Regions from separate parts of the Mus musculus genome. Here region 2 is linked to region 1. The links are chromatin contacts, called in public Hi-C maps. All regions are on one chromosome and are shown on one strand. The core of a region is the stretch at or near the end of the contact, and the rest is flanking DNA. Distances in the headings are between cores, read along the strand shown.

Region 1 (3,886 bases), core at 1,127-3,626:
CAATCAGCAAAAGTTTACGAGTGCATAAACCTGGAAGACCATTCCCCGAAGGTGGTTATAAGACCCGCGTTTAAAGCTTCCATAAATTCTCTGGCCATTTCCCCAGCACAACTTTCCGCTACTATCAAACAACCAACTCCTTCGGGGAGGCTGTGGGATTTCCCCCAAGCTCAGAAGAGGTGGCTGGTTAATACCTAGGGGAATCAAGTTGAGCAAAACTGTTGTGGAGCTTTGGATGATTGGAAGGCATCAGAGGTGGGACAAGGGAAACCGGGATGCCTCATGCCATCATGTTTTGTAAAATCTCCTCCTGGATGTTACCCTGGAAGATACTCGGAGCCAGTTAGAGCGCCTATCAAGCTGGTATTTGCTACACCGTGTGCCTTTTAAATACCTTCTCCAGAACCCGAAGGAATTCAGGCATCTTAAGGAAAGTTAGAGAGCACAAGAAAAACACACACCGGCAAACGAAGTTAGACTTTAATGAAGACTTTTAGCCAGTCTGTGCAGAATCCCCATGGTGCTAGCCTCCAATCTTGTGTTAGTAGCCTGATAGGAGCCTCTCATTAGCCTAAGTTTATAGAGACCCTTCCTTTATGATCCCTCTGAAAACAAAGCTGCTAATTGACAAACAACAACACTAGCGCGTCTGTGTCTTTAGCTTCCTAAAGGGACAGGCTAACAGCTGCGAGGAACAGAGGAGGGAGAGAGGAGGCGGCGAGCCCAGAGCGCAAAAGAGGCACCGCCCCGCACCAAAGCGGCTATGGTCCACAGCTATACACATTGGCAGGCCTTCTGTTAACCGCAGGATCTCAAGCAATACAGCTTCCAGCAGTCCGTTTGCGGGTTCCGATTCAGCCGAAGGAACACCAGTTACAGATGACTTTTCCATTCTGCAAGGGTAGAACCAAGGTTCCTTTCCATCCTTTCCAGGTGACAATGTAGACATTTCTGTGTCGCCCTCACGTTTCCTGTATGAAATAAGGTGCCCAACTGTTCTGATATTACCATTCAAAAACAGGTTCTGAGATGAACCTCATTTGTGAATCTATTACAGAGATTAATAGATTATTTCTCCCTTTTCAACTAATTCTCAGTGGGGAAATTTAACCATATGGTAAGGAGAGAATTAGAATTTCATCACATTAGAGCAAAATATAATGAAAAGAGTCCAACACCTGGGGCCAACTCTGAAAGCCACAATTAAAAGGTTTTTTAATGAAACCAGAGAAACCCCAAACTGCACAGCCTTCAGTAATTCTGCCAGATAAGAGGGAATACGGTTTTTACTTATAAGGATGAAAACTAGCCACTAAATATCGTGTGCTTCGAGAAACTGGACTCAGAAGCACGAGGACCACGTGTACTATCTCCATCCAGACAGCTCTTGTTTCCACAATTCTGCCCTGAACTAACCCTGCAGGAACAGCCCAGACGGATCCAGATGTCCCCAAACGTCTTCAGAGCAGCTAAATGCACGAATGCCCCCACTTGGTGTGTGAGAAGATTCCACTCTGAATGTTCCCTCTTGCGAAGCAACTGGATTTAATCTTGAGGAAAGTTTGAGACTAGTTTTTCTTTTCTTTCTGTCCACGAAGCAGTGAGCTTCTCTCACCACCAACTTAACAGCGTGGGGGACTCGGCAAAGGCCTCCCCCACTCCGCCCCCTCCGAGTTTTAAATCAAACGGGCTATGTAAGCAACTTGGTCATCATTTTGTTGCTTTCTTTAATTGTTTGATTTTTTTTCCATCTATATAGGAAATGGACAGTGGAGGGCTGTGGGAAAAGTGGTGCGGAGAAAATCTGGGTTGGCTCTTGCATTGCTGACATACTAGCTGAAAATCTAGGGTAAATTCGAGACAAGCCAGCAGGGACCTCACCCCTACCCCCAGCCCCCAGGTTCCATCTATAAATGCAGACATGCTATTAACAGGGAGATATAGAATTCTCTCCTATGAGGGTAACTAAGCAAGCTGAGACAGTAGTGGCCCAGTGAAGGGTAGTGTGTGGGGGGTGCTCAGTGGGGGCGGGGGCTTTCCACTGGACTCCCAGTCTTTACCGCGGATATACAATTTGCTGAAGGAGCAAAGAACATCCTCGGCTCTAAGTAGGGCTTTTAGTGTGCTCATTGATGAGTGAAAGTCGCCACACATGTCAAGCTAAAGGCAGTTGTTGGGTTACTAACAGGACCCAGCGCCTTGCAAACATATGCGCTAAGCTGTGTATACAGATGGCAGGCAGAATAATGGAGCAGGCGCCTTTTATAAAGCTCTGGCTGCTGCCTGTCTTCAGACCTGGGAAATGAAACTATTCAGACTCGCGGCCAGATAGCGCTTGCGATTGTTTGTTACCGTTTTAATCCTATTAATTAAAACGTTAACCTGATTGGGTAGAAAGCGCTGTCCCAACAGGCGAGTCTTCTTCATAATAACCTACTCAGAGATAATGATGTAAAAGACTCCCCCGTCTGTGGCGGCGGCTGGTTGATGGGTCCGGAAATCTCTTGAAGGTGAATCCAAGCAAGATAAACGGTGCGTAGAGCAGGCGCGGGATTGGACTCAGAGGCGGTAGCGGCGGCAGCCCCGCTCCCTCCGAGACCAGCCTCCCACCATGAGGGGCCGCGGCCCATGGTGAGCCTTAGCAGCCAGCACCGTCGGCTGGAGACGAAGAAGAAGAAGAAGAGGAGGCGGCGAGCGCGGGGGAAGGCGAAAAAGAAAAAGAAGGGGACAGGGCTGCGGGCAGCGTGGGGACCGACGCACGCAGCAGCTCCGGAACCCCGCCGGCGCGCGTCTGTGCGGCCGCCTGACTCTCCAGCCCAGGTGGCGGCTGGCCCGGACGATGGAACGCGGGTTGCACCTCGGTGCGGCGGCCGCGAGCGAAGACGACCTCTTCCTGCACAAGAGCCTGGGCACCTCCGCCGCCAAGCGCCTGGAGGCGGCTTTTCGCTCCACACCCCCGGGCATGGACCTGTCCCTGGCGCCTCCAACTCGCGAACGCCCGGCGTCGTCCTCGTCGCCCCTCGGCTGTTTCGAGCCCGCTGATCCCGAAGGGGCTGGGCTGCTGCTGCCTCCGCCCGGAGGAGGCGGTGGCGCGAGCGGCGGCGGCGGCGGGGTGAGTGTCCCGGGGCTGCTCGTGGGCTCAGCGGGCGTGGGGGGCGAGCCGAGCCTGAGCAGCCTGCCGGCGGGGGCTGCCCTGTGCCTCAAGTACGGCGAGAGCGCCGGACGCGGCTCCGTGGCCGAGAGCAGCGGGGGCGAGCAGAGCCCCGACGACGACAGCGACGGCCGCTGCGAGCTGGTGCTGCGAGCCGGGGGCCCCGACCCGCGGGCATCGCCGGGAGCGGGGGGCGGCAGCGCCAAGGTGGCCGAGGGCTGCTCCAACGCCCACTTGCATGGTGGCTCGGGCCTCCCCCCGGGGGGCCCCACAAGTGGCGGCGGAAGCGGCGGCGGTGGCGGCGGCAGCAGCAAGAAATCCAAAGAGCAGAAGGCGTTGCGCCTCAACATCAACGCTCGCGAGCGCCGGAGGATGCACGACCTGAACGACGCTCTGGATGAGCTGCGCGCGGTCATTCCTTACGCGCACAGCCCTTCAGTGCGGAAGCTCTCCAAAATCGCCACGCTGCTCCTCGCCAAGAACTACATCCTCATGCAGGCACAGGCCCTGGAGGAAATGCGGCGCTTAGTCGCCTACCTCAACCAAGGCCAGGCCATCTCGGCAGCCTCTCTTCCCAGCTCCGCGGCCGCGGCTGCGGCGGCCGCTGCCCTGCACCCGGCGCTCGGCGCCTACGAGCAGGCGGCCGGCTACCCGTTCAGTGCAGGGCTGCCGCCCGCTGCCTCCTGCCCCGAGAAGTGTGCCCTATTCAACAGCGTCTCGTCCAGCCTCTGCAAA
Region 2 (3,804 bases), core at 1,296-3,795, 250 kb after region 1:
TTTAGGCATAAAAGTTCCACCTCTGCTAATCCAGTTTATTCCTTTGCCTTACATCAGTTTTCCATTCCCCTTTCCTATCACCTTTCTCCTGTGTCCACTAGACTTCTGTTGAGGGACATGAATAGGGAGAGAGAAGTCATGCCCGTAGGACAACTCTCCTCACTCTCTTTATCCCACTGCTTTCCAAGTTCTTTATCCTCCAGGGTTGAGACAGCAACAAAGCTAAATAGAAAACTGTAACTCAGCTGCTCCATAGTGTGTGTGTGTGTGTGTGTGTGTGTGTTGAATAGTACCCCGAGACCTGCAATGTCCGTGCATGGGAAGTGTATAAATGTCCATTTGGGCTCTCAAATGTATTCTTTTTAGGAAAAACTGGACAATATTTGTCTACAGTGTGTTCCTTGATACAGAATGTGCATTTTAATAAGGTGTCTGCTTACAGACCCCTTTCCTGGTAGTTTATTTAGTAAATTTCCCTCCTATGGTTGCCTCTTTAAGTACCAAGTATGGTCAAAGAGTTGTACCCACTTGACTTTTGACTTATAAACATACTTCAAGCTGTTCAACTCTGTTTCTCTTCTCTTCATCACATTCTTCTCCATCATAAACAAACACAATAACAGATTAGTTTGAGAATAAGTGGTAGTTATTTTGTTAAAAAATTCCCAAGTGTCCATGAATAGTTGTCTCAGTTCCAGGTTTGGTTTAGGATGAGGTGGACCCCACTCTCCCACAGAAAAGGAGAAAAGTGGTCCTGGTACATCCTCCTCCCATCACTGGCACCTGGACTAGTAAGCTATAGAAGGCGAGTTTGATAAGGAATAAACCTAAAGGAAGTGCCTTGTTCTAATAGTGGATTGATATCCTCTTGATTCTCAACATTGGTCCCAATCTTTAGTTTTTAAGGCTGAAGGAAAAGTCGTTTTTTTCCTAAATGGAGAGTGATTTATGGTATCTGTACTTTCTATTTTGAATAAGCGAGTTTATTAAATCTATAGGAAGAACTGCTATAAGCCATGAAGGTGCTGCTCCTATCGACCCAAAGCTGCAGAATCTCCATGGCACAGGGCAACAATCGGATATCCAAGGAGTGCACATGAGTATCCAGTATTGACAGTGTAACAGAAGCCAGAATCCTCAAACAAGACCAATAACTCTTTGCAATGAATATTTGTAACTGAAGAAGTGTGGACATTAGGGTATACTCTGGAACTCACTGTGACACACTATAGCTTCCACAATGATGCTTTTTTTTTTTCCTGTGGGGAAGTTTGCAAGGGCAAAGGGTGTGTACAAATGTATGGAAAGATGAGGGGGCTTGGGGTGAATGCTGTAAAATTCACACACACACACACACACACACACACACTAAAAAGTTAAATAAACAAAAGAATCCCAGGTGGATTAGAACATCATTTTTGATAAGGCTTTCAAGTACAGGACAGCATCAACTAACAGAAGGTCATTAAATGAGGACTGAAACCCATGCTGGTATGTCTAGCTCAGAGCTGTGGGCATAGCGGTTTCTCCATAGATGGCTTCTCATCCCTACCACAGGCATCCAATGACCCTGGAAATGCTTTACCTTCTACTTGTTTTTGAGAGCAAAAATGGTTTGTAATACTCTGTATCCTATCTTTCATTCTTCCTGTTACAGAGGCAAAGGGCAGCCTGACCCAGGGAATTTGAGATGACATTTGGCATAAACCTGCCTCAGTACGAGATAAGACACCATGCTCTCTTGTTTTCAGAGTCAACTTTCAACATTTGCAAATACCAATATAACTTATGTTGCAACCCCATCAAAGTCTTGCCGCAAGACTATAGAAAGAGATAAAATAAACCACAGGCTAACTCTGTAGATGCTGATTCTAAGACTCTGGGACAGAGAGCATTTTGAAGGAATTAAGAAATGTGGAAAAGGCAGCTTTGTCTGAAAGTTTGACTTCCATATAAGACCAATAGTCTAAGTCAACCCACTGGGAATGTTGGATAAAGGTATCTGTCAGAGTATGCTTCCTAAAATGATATTAGCCAAGTTTTTACACACTTACCTCATATCATTACTAAGTGTGTGCTGCCTACAGATCTGCTCAGGAGAACATCCTCTAAAACCAGGGCTGGCCTTTGAAGAATTGAGAACTAGAACAAAAGCAAATCAGAGATTCTCTTGTCTTGTTCCAGATTTTAATGATATATTTATATATGAATGACATAAGGCAAGAATAATTACTAAGAATAATTACTTCAATAACTTTGATACCACTCCCCTATTTATGGGGAAAATTGTGCATATGTTAAGCACAGGTAATAAGTTTAGAAAGAAACAACATGCTCAGACTAAGGGAGGAATTCTCAGCAAAGTGGGCCTCCATTTAAACAGACTTTGAAAAGTACATTTCTTTGGAGTTTCCTGGAAACAGCTTTTCCCAGTGTTCCAGGTCATAATTAGTAGTCATGGAAAGAAAGCCAACGCACACTGGTTTTCCAGAATGGCCCCTAGGGAACAGATAAACTGCTTTCCCAGCTAGACAACTCCTCTTCAAGAACTGGAATGCATATCCCTGCCAAGGGCCATGGAGAGGAAGATATAAAGACGGTTTGTTTATAGTGTGCAGTTGATCCTTGAAAACAGGTTATGTGATTTATATAAGAACCACAGTTAATTTTTATGTATTTTTCTCAGGGTTTATCCCCTGATTTGCACAAACCATTAGATATTCTGTAAAGAAAGGTTTTCCTTGTTAGAACAAAGAAAATGAAACTCTTTCCCGGTGAGTTTCAAGTAACAGTCATTCTGTGTGTATTTGGCTAAATATAGACAGTTTGGGCTTGCAACCCATAGTATGGTTCCAAACTGTTCTGAGAGTCACTTGTGTAAATACTCCTTGCATCTCCCAACAAAATGAAATATATGTACTGGTAAAGGGTCTCTCACCAAGAAGTCTTGCTGTGTCTGTGTCTGAGCATCTTCATGTAATCCTTGTAGTAATAACCCAAAGGCAGTGAGTTTTTACAAAAAAATAAAGAAACAAACAACTTTCATTTGGGGAAAGGATGTAAAGACAGATGTAATTTATATGTGCCAGTCACTCAGTTCATGAAGTATATGCTAGATCTGATAGGACAATGGAAGGAAAGGAAAGGAAATTGAAGATAAAAGCAAGTGTCCACCTTACTGAGCTCCAAATAAAAGGGATGCCACTCAGTAAAATGCCAGACAGACTTAGGAGGTTCCTCATCCCCATTCAAAAGTGAGCTATGTATGACAAACATGTGTTTGTATACATGCCTTACTTCAGCCGTATGGAAGTGGAGCAAATAACACTAAAATAGTGTTATTTATGGGATGCGTTTACAGTCTATTAAATGACAAGAGATAAAGTAGCTAATGAGTGTGTTCCTGCAAGCTTACATGAGATGCCCAGCAGAGATTTGCCAGCAATTGATGACCACTGTGAATCTGTAGGTGTTAAGATTCCATGTGCTACTTTTAATTTTCATAAAATTTTATTTTCAAAAAACTTACTTTACAGTAACATAGTAATGACGTGTTTTTGTGTGTGTGTGTGTGTGTGTGTGTGTGTGTGTGTGTGCCCACATGGGTATATAAATTTAGACATGAATATAACTTCATATATTTGTTGAGTTTAGAGAACATCCTTTGGGTGTTGGTCTTAACTTTTCTTTGAGACTGGCTCTTTTATATTGCTGAATAAACCAAGGCTATCAGCATGGAAGCTAGTGGAGATTTTTTCTCTTTCTCCATCCTATCTCCCTGAAGAAGCTGGGATCCCAGAGTCT

What was found. A called contact is a pair of places that touch in the nucleus more often than the background predicts.
Region 2: a contact with region 1 is called in a Hi-C map of uterus, with 4 times the contacts expected there. The contact joins the enhancer-like site here to the promoter of Bhlhe22 in region 1. A contact is called at or near these places in 6 of 39 promoter capture datasets (the 3T3-L1 cell line, embryonic stem cells, hippocampal neurons and 1 more) and 3 of 484 Hi-C or Micro-C datasets (all in uterus).

What each region holds. Positions count from the first base shown.
Region 1 is chr3:18,051,949-18,055,834 of GRCm38.p6, forward strand. Bhlhe22 (basic helix-loop-helix family, member e22) reads left to right here and starts at 2,377. Exons shown (of 1, transcript NM_021560.4): 1 at 2,377-3,886. The coding sequence starts at 2,840.
Region 2 is chr3:18,297,191-18,300,994 of GRCm38.p6, forward strand. No RefSeq gene overlaps it. Among named protein-coding and RNA genes, the nearest start is that of Cyp7b1, 56 kb to the left of the region's middle. Within about 2 kb of position 2,546, at least 18 of the 459 cell types and tissues checked have an H3K27ac peak or open chromatin away from gene starts, as enhancers often do. A contact at or near this core is called in uterus, where this site is marked.